2 separate regions of the Ctenopharyngodon idella genome follow, and region 1 is linked to region 2. The links are chromatin contacts, called in public Hi-C maps. All regions are on one chromosome and are shown on one strand. Each heading gives the region's core, a stretch centred on a gene start, on an enhancer-like site or on the middle of the called end of the contact. The rest is flanking DNA. Distances are from core to core; before and after follow the strand shown.

Region 1 (4,623 bases), core at 187-2,686, 200 kb before region 2:
TTTTTTTAAATCCACAAATTAACCTCGAATTAAAGTTTTCTTCAAATAAAGTCTGTTAAACTGCATCTTCTTACAGAAACAAATGTGTTTTATGTTGACATTGCAGTGTACATGGCGTATGTTACTAATAAAGTATTCTAAAAAAAAAAAAAAAAAAGCCATTTACACCACCTTCATAAATTATTTACACTCTCAAAGGACATGTTTCACATTTAGTTTCTGTTACACCTGAAAATTGTCCCACAGTTACTTTATTCCTGTCAATAACACCATAACACATAACTCAAACATTTTAATTTCTTCCAAATGGAAGGCGAGCATTTTTAATTTATTATTGTGCAATAAAAATACTGAACACAGGTGGATTCAAATTGAACACAGGTGACATAGTGTGTCATTTCTCAAGACAGTTGTCTACCTCACCTAATTTGATAGATAAAACAAAGGGGAGGAATACTCTTGAGAAAGACGTAGGATATTACATGGGTGTTGTCTCTTCGCAAGTAACTAGACAACATTATAATGGTGCTTGGGGTACCTAGTCCTATTCCTGGAACTCTACCTTTCTGAGTTTAGGTCCAACCCTCTTTTAACAAACCTACACGTCATTTAAATTTAGATAAATTAATGTCCGGATTATGCTTAAAAATGATACTGTGGACAACTGCAGTTATTTCGCTCTTATGATCTTGCTTTTTAATGTTTATGGCTTACCCATATCCTCATTCCTTTTCCCAATACGGAACCGTACCCTCTCTGTAAGGCAAGTTGACAGGTGCTCCACAGTCCAATGTAATGCTGGCCAGTCTTTGGTCATGTTCAGGAACACAGCAGGTTTCTGTAGAAACTGGACAATCCTCCTCGCCTCTTCTGGGGTGAAAGGTTTCGAAGCCATTCTACAGAAAAGCATAAGATGAGAATGATTAGGATAAGTAGATTTTGTCTTATACAACACATATTCAGTAATCTTTTAGATAAATCTAGGGGTTTAACTTTAAACCACTCCAATGAACATATATCACAATCACTTACTAAGTGATTTATTCCTACTGAACCATTTCTAAGTCAAACCTTGGCAGCTAATATGGTGACAACTATCAATAGAACTTACATGTTCATATTAAAATGTAAAAACACATAGCCACTGCATGTGCAGCATCTGCATAATAGTTACATTTTTGCATCTACACACATGTAAGCTAAGCTCACCTAAATTCCCTTTTCCAGCAAGTAAACAAAACTCACGTGAGACGTACCACTGTGTTTCCTCACAACACATGGGAAACGAAACAACGGCCATGTTGGCTCCATAGAAGAGCTGAAGTCTCCTTTTACTTAGTATAGTACATGATCCAAAATGGAGAACAAAGACGTTCAGTTTCACACAGTACGTCAATTCCGTCTCGACGCAGCGCATGCGCATTAAAGTTTGGAGCGCAGCTGAGAGTGTCATCGGTTGTTTTTGTTTCGATGGGCAACTGGCAATTGCGTGACTGCCCTGGTTTTTAATGTGTCATGTTATAGACGTTGCTGAATAGTATAAAGACTTTTTAAAACGTGATACCACGTCTGTTCAATGGGTGCCGTGGAAAGCACCGAAGGGGAAAGGGAACCTTTGCTGGTTCCAGCCCAGCCGGCGACAAACACCACACAGCCTGTGTTCAGCAGGGTGTATGGGAGAAGATGGTTTGTTCTCACCATGTTTTCCTTGTTGGGTTTTATGCAAGGAATGGTGTGGAACACCTGGGGCCCGATCCAGAACTCAGCCAAACATGTGTTCGAGTTCTCATCGACAGATATCGCGGTGCTTGTGCTGTGGGGTCCAGTGGGCTACCTGCCCTGGCTGCTGTTTATGTGGTTGATGGATAAGAAAGGTGAGTTGTTTTGCTTTTAGTTTAGTGCCATGGCAACAGTTTCTGTAAATACAAACAAATGATGAAAGATAAATATATGTGGCAGTATTTAGACCGATTTATTTATTGTGAGGGATCACTAATTCCACATAACCGATGATATACATATTAAGGTGTTTTAGTAAATAACCATAGCCAATTTCATAATTTAAATGTGTAATGTATGCACAAATGAATGTTTTAACAAACTGAGATGTCTGTGCAATTGTTTATATCTCTTTTATGCTTGTTGTCCACTTTGACTCCTAATCATTTTATACAACTGCCCTCTTTATATGTCATTGTGTTCTTTCTGACAAATGTGTTGAAGCCATGTACCTTTTGAATATCTTATTTTGAATATCACACCACACCACACAGAAGGACTCATTACCTCATGTGAAATAAAAATGATAATCTTTAAAAGGTAGTTCATCACATGTTAGGCCACAAAACCAGTTCTCTAACATCATATGACACAAGTCATTATGTAAGCCCGGCGTCAGTAGATGCAGTTTTCAAATTCATACTTCCCATGCCATTTTAATGAGTTTCTAAGTTGAGGAAAGTACAGACGAAACAACAGCCATGTGAAACAGACATAAAGAATATATATAATGGTAAAATTGATGTTTATTATGTCCTATCATGTTCTTATATTCTTCGTATTGTTTGGTTATTTTTAAGGAAACTTTACATTATAGAATCTCAGTTCCTTTTTCTGATATTTCATACATTTCAAATAAGGTATTTTGAGGGGAGCCCCTGTTTGCCATTAGAGATATAGGCAAATATTGAACCTTTGTTTCTGTTATTTGTACACATTCAAATTATGTATTCTAAACCAAAGCTTAAATTGGTTCAGGAACCATCTGAAGGACCACATATAATAAATACTGAGCTCAACCAAAAATGAACATTGTAGCTTTAATTTAACCAAAAACTGAAACCGCTAAATTACATTTGGGTAATTGGGTATTTCAAATCGGTATGCTGTTCTGTGTGTTGTGTTCATAGGTAATAAACCAGTCGTTGTAAAATAAAAATTTTCGATATTTCAGTTAAACAAATTTCACATATTGCTGCTACTCTAGCTATCATCATTCTTGGTCACAGTGAAGTGCATCCACGCTGCTGGCGCATACATCTTTTGTAACTTATCCATGTTGTGAAAAAAATAGATGCTGACACTGTCAAAACACATCATTGATGAAGAGCAAACCGTTTCGGTCAATGACTTTAGCCTTCCAAAGCTGTTATTGACAAAAAAGACAGAAAACCTCTAAGAACAAGTACTTACACCATGTGTTCGGAATAAGAACTTCTGTGGAGAACAAGGCTAATAAAGGCTTTAATTTCAATCTTTTCCTCACACAAGATTATCGTAGTGCTGTAAAATCGATTCATCACGATAAATCGATTTTACAGGACAATAAGTTATCGTATGACTTCAGATGTTATATATAGAGAACATTTATGGTGTTTATTACATGTATGACTTATCCTTATATGGTAATAGTTACATAAAGATTACGTTTCATATAAAAAAAATAACAGCATTCTGGTTTCAAAGGACATGAAAGGGAGTAAATAATGTTGAGTGAACTGTCCCTTTAAGACAAGAATCATTGTTTGAGGAATCCGTTTTGAGCCTTGAAAATGACATTTTTGAGCCTTCCTCAAATAACACTCACATGGTTTGCATTTGGAAAGGAGCGTTTGGTCAAACAGAACAGAAAGCTTATGTTTTTAAAACTTTCCCACTGCCTTTCACTTATCTTACCTGAAAATAAGGTGCATTTTCAAACATCTCAAAGACTTGATAATGTCAAACAAATGTCTTCAGCTTTCAGTTTCCCCGTGTTTACACCTCATTCATTAGCTTATACAGCTAGGCGACGCTCCAGTTCTGTTTATTAACACATTAACACTTTATTTGGAATCTTTGATAAGAAAGTGCATGTTCTTAAGTAAATGTATGAAGGAAAATGCTTCCAACCACATTTTCACTTTTTATCTTGAATGGGAGCATTTCACCTTCCCTTTTGTTCTCAACACGAAAGCAATTGCCACAGGCTGTAAACACCATGTCTGCCAGAACCACAGTCTGCAGTTTCTGTATTAAACTCAAAAATGTTTGTAAAGATCATGTTTCATGAATCCAGGAAAATGCCCATGGAGTAAAGATTTTCATTATACCTTCTGGACAAACTAACATTTGTTTTGTCACCAATAAATCATAATTAATTATTTTTTTTTTTTTTTATACATGTTTTTGCTTGTATTTATTTTATCCGATGTTGTAAAGCACAGCTGCTGCTGTTTTAATGGTGCTATATAAATAAATTATAATTGAAACTTGAAACTTAAACTTGAAGGTTAAAAAAAATGAACCATTCTAATCTTCTCTGATTTCCTAATCCTAATATCTTCAAGATAAGCCTGCATAATTTGCCAATATCTTGGAGATGGATCTGCACCAACAAATAATCTCATCAGTTAATAAAAGCTTACAAGATATTATATCTGCCTGATTATATCTCTTCTTCTCTGTTTTGTGCCCAAGGTTTGCGAGCATCTCTGCTGCTGTCAGCGTTCTTCATGGTTCTGGGTGCAGCGTTACGAAGTGTGCCCCTCAAAGACTTGCACTACAGACGCTGGTAAGACTCACACAATATGTACACAATAAGTTACACAATATGGTGCATCATATACTCATATACTTGCTTAG
Region 2 (4,654 bases), core at 839-3,338:
AAAGAGCATCAAATGCATCTATCATTTATTCCTACTTAGCCTACAATGTGAAAAGATTTGGACTGCTCAATCATTTGCTTTTCATTACAGTACATAGTTTTCAACAAAATTGTTGTTGTTACCCTAGGATGAACCAAAAAAGACTGATTAGTTGCTTGTATGTTTGATTGCAGTTCAATCTCCGAAGGAAAGTAGATCTCCAGGATTTAGCAGCTCTGATTTAAATTGTGCAAGGCCAACAGGTGATTCTCCCTCTCTAGCATCGGCGTTTGTGTACTATCAGCCATCTCTATCAGAGTGTACTTTGGCTACAAGACTCGACACTGCCCCCTACCGTTTTTGACCAGTGCTATTTGTTTTATACACCTGCTCTCCGGTTCGTAAAGAGAACTTGAACATCATTTGAACCAAACTCAATTGTTTCAATTCAAACGATAGTGAAAAAAGCAAAGAAAATGAAAGCACGTTTTAAAACAGCTGGGTTTTTACATTTTGAGGAAATTGAAAATTGAGCCACTGAGTGTAACAAAGCCAAGGCACAGATTTAGCTCATTATGAAAATGCGCGCGGCTGACAAATTAAGTGCCAGGCAGATCATAAACTAGAAATGTTATGTCTGCAGATATCGCCAACAATAATCGGTTCAGCGCCAACCTTCATTACCTAAAATATCAGTAAACTGTCATTAGATGATTCATTGTAATGTTTAGGTAGCTTGTTCTCATTGATGGCCATAGTACGTACTCGTTTTCAAGTAGGCTACTTTTTCTCATAACCTTTTTTATTGGAGACTACCTGTTTTTCGGCATTGGCGCCTTTGTTTTTGTGTTGTAAAGCGAGCTTAAGTTATAGAAAGAAAAGAAACTTTACTGTTGCTGTTATATGTGCCTATGAAAAAATATAGGTTGTATTACAAAAAAGTCTTCTCTTCCTTTCTAAATAACATCATTGCACATCATTCACATATGACAGCTGAGTGACAGTAGCCTATCATTCACTCAAAAATACTGACTGAAAAAAGCCAAATACCGGTTTCTGTATTCAAATAATAAAAGAAATATGAATAGCTTTTCTGTTAACGCTTATAAAGTTGCTCGAAAACACTAAGATATAGCCTACTATAGGTACCCGAGAGATGATAAATCCTTCCCTCCACCTTTTCTGAGAGGCTTATTCGCACATTCTGTGCAAAAGTAGATATTCTCGGTGAAAAGTAAGAAAATATGCACGAGGAAAACCCCTCAAATGCCAAAGGATGGTAAAGAGAGTGAAATATAGCGTATTTTACTGGGAGCTTGAGAGGGCGAACGTTTCGATTCCAAAGCAAAATTCCTCGGATCTTGAACAGAACGTGAGCAGCGAGTAAATTCCTTGTCAGGATAAAGGAATACTCTACTGAATCCTGTTCATATAAAACATTCATGTTCTTTAATAAAATGAGAGGAAAACACTGTTTACACGACATGACATTCCCAATGAGGGTTGTTTTATCACCATAAAGAGAGAAAATCTGCCAATATCCATTTTTATTAGATAAGGAGTCTACAATAATTAAAAAAGCAATATTACCAAAAAAAAAAAAAAAATGTTCCTATACTCGTTCATGCGAATCCACTGGCAAATATTAAAAAATAAACATAGGCTACATTGAAATTTGACAATTATTTAAATTTGTAAAAAAAATAAATAAATAAATAAATGAATGTAATTATATTAGGCATATAGGCCATGTTTATGTTCACAAATTAAAAGAAATCAGAGATTCGCTGAAATGTTGATAGTCAGTAAAATCTGACCACAGAACTGGACCGCAGAAGTTCTAAAAGTACTTCACAGTATCATCCTACTCCAAGAACACTAGAGGCGGTTTCTATAAATAACTACATGTAAAGGTGAGGTAATGATATCTAAGAGAGTGTTTTTACCTTCTGATGTCCTTCCTCTGAAGTAAACTCTATCGTACGTAAAACGCAACGCATAAACCGCAATCTCCGCTTTGCGTAGGTCTCCTGTGCAGTATCCCTTTTCTGTGAATGACTTCCACCGATCGACCTGCAGCTGCTTTACTGCGCTGTGCTGGAAAGAGGAGGCTACTACAGAAGGACAGCTGCAATTCAAACGAATAGGGGTGCAAACTCTGTTATGAAGCTCCACCTCAAATGTTTGGCTCGGTGGCTGCAATAGCTGATGAAGCTCTCATTTTGCTTTCTAAATACTTTTCTGTATTAGAAACGTTGTTATCCTGTTTCAAATAATCAAAAAAGACATTGTCTTTTGGGATTCAGCAACACCCCCATATTCAGCCTGGATAGTCTGTCCCTAGAATCAGTGAGGTACCATGGCAATTAATTAACTGTTTGAATTGCACAATGTTGCCAAAAGTAGCAATGTGTCATATCATCATGTCTTAGTTTTGGTGTGGTGCAATCAAAAAACCCTGACAAAGATGTACTGTGGTACCATGTCATATGGGAATAGGCATGATATTTTTATATCATGGTACACGATTACCATATTCATATACCACGGTGTTTACATGGTAAAGGCTATTGCAAGCCATTTCAAGAAATTATCAAAGATGTTCAAAAACACATACAACGGTACCAAATACACAGTAGACCTATTAACGTTTTATTAGTAAAAATGTCTACTTAAGAGCAAAAATTCACTGAAAATGACAGAAAATTTGAAAATATGGGGCAAGTAGGTCTAATTTATTCAGTTGATGTATTTGGCATAAAATACACAGATTATAGATGTAAGGTAGAGATAGTTACAGTATAAGAAAGAATTAAGTCATAATTATATAATCTTACTCTATGTGTATTTAGTGAAGGTGAATAGCATTTATAGAGTAGCCAACATAATAGATAGGCCAATATTACCTTTAAATTTATGTTTTTATAAATAAATGATGCAAAGAAAACACCATGTGTAAATCTATTGGCTTGACTCTTGAAAGTTGCTTTCATTTTTGAGAGCTGTCACATTACTGCACACTGTGAAAATACGTTACACGCCCAAACACTGCAAGCTGCAATATGCATTAAGCAGCTGTGGATGTGATGAGGGAGGTGATTCAATACAATCAAGAGTCAAGACGTGTGGTACCACTGTCACATCCAGGTGGTGGCACTACAGCGTGTCTGACGCAGCATGATCATTTCAAATATGATATGATAATTATTAGTGTAGGCCTATTATTTAAAGCCTTCCTTAAGTAGAGGCATGAAAACATAAGAAAATACTTATTATTAGGGCCTATATTCATTAAATAGCAACACTGAGGAACTATTTTGGAACATTTTTTTTTCCATATCTATATATTTGATCTTCAAATATATTATAAAATATAAAACTGATATTTCCAACTGTTAATTCTTATTAGGCTGCTAATAAAATGCTAAGGTACCAGTTGAAATCTTGAATTGCACTACTTGAAAAAAAAAATGCATCGCATTAACCCTACTTACGTTTTAATTCATTGTATTTTTAGGGCTTGACATTGTATTTTTAGGGCTTAACAGCAGATGGAGATTATGCTCGGTACTTTACTGCTTTTCCTGCAGTTCCCGGATGTGAAATGTTGAAATTTGAACTGCTGAATTTGTGGCCGCAAAATAAAATGGACAGAAAATTGCCTGCTGAATATTATAGGCTGTATTTTTAAACAGAATGAATATTTTGGAAGTGAAATCTGAAAGGTGAATATGGATTATTGAATTTTTAACAATGAAAATGGTTGTGAACTGTTTTGAATTGAAATATTCACTGCTTAAATATACAACCATGTTGAATTTCAGCCCATAAAAATGCAAGCCCTAAAAATACAATGGATTAAAATACAAGCACGGTTAATGCAATGCATTTTTTTTTTTTTCAAGTAGTGCAATTCAAGATGCTTTTTGTTTTAAAAACATATGGCATTATTTTACTTCCATATACCTGGAAACCATTGACTACAGTTAGGCAAATGAAATTACTTGTCAAAAGAATGGTTTATTGATTATTATTGAGCTGTTCAATCAGTTTAGGCCAAACTGGAAGGATGCTGTTTTTTATTTATGAGTAAAATATATTAACATTATTTTCACATTTTTTCTAAAGCAAATTAAATATATAGTCATACCTTAAATGTGAATTTTGAAGTCTCTATGTTTTTCAAAAACACATAGGTTGCTAACAAGTTGTTAGCACCTTTAAAAAAAAAAACAAATTATAAATATTATAAATATTTATAAATTATTTACAGTTGTTTGTCTAGATTTACAACACCATCCAACATTTATAAAATCGCTATGAGTTCAACAAGGTCACAGGTCACATATTTTCCCTCATTGGAGGTTGAGCCATTCACTGTCTGCAACACCAGCAGTTTTTCTATTTTGTATAATAGTCTATGTATAATATTTTGTTGACTTTGTAAGACTATATCTGGTTCATTCAGTTCAATAGATGGAGCTAAAAAGAATTTTGAAACCATCTTGTAACTTTTCATTGAACATTCATTAATCCAAAACAGGAAGGCCTGATTATTTTCGGTTTTGAAGCTTATGTTCAAGAACCAGTAAGTCATTTGAATAGAATGACTTTTCACCGTTTCTGCGTGGACGATAAATCATTTACATGAGCTAAAATTACACACGTTTACAAG

Evidence for each region. Hi-C and Micro-C count contacts between places; a contact is called where the count stands out from the background.
Region 1: a Hi-C map of muscle shows a contact between it and region 2, with 3 times the contacts expected there. The contact joins the promoter of slc49a4 here to the promoter of sema5ba in region 2. A contact is called at or near these places in 2 of 2 Hi-C or Micro-C datasets (both in muscle).

The regions. Positions count from the first base shown.
Region 1 is chr9:15,716,437-15,721,059 of HZGC01, reverse strand. slc49a4 (solute carrier family 49 member 4) reads left to right here and starts at 1,436. Exons shown (of 9, transcript XM_051904923.1): 1 at 1,436-1,874; 2 at 4,459-4,552. The coding sequence starts at 1,577. hspbap1 (hspb associated protein 1) reads right to left here and starts at 1,405. Exons shown (of 8, transcript XM_051904927.1): 1 at 1,257-1,405; 2 at 715-896. The coding sequence starts at 895.
Region 2 is chr9:15,515,707-15,520,360 of HZGC01, reverse strand. It overlaps sema5ba (sema domain, seven thrombospondin repeats (type 1 and type 1-like), transmembrane domain (TM) and short cytoplasmic domain, (semaphorin) 5Ba), which reads right to left and starts at 2,088. Exons shown (of 23, transcript XM_051906160.1): 1 at 1,926-2,088. It overlaps pdia5 (protein disulfide isomerase family A, member 5), which reads left to right and starts at 4,618. Exons shown (of 17, transcript XM_051905436.1): 1 at 4,618-4,654.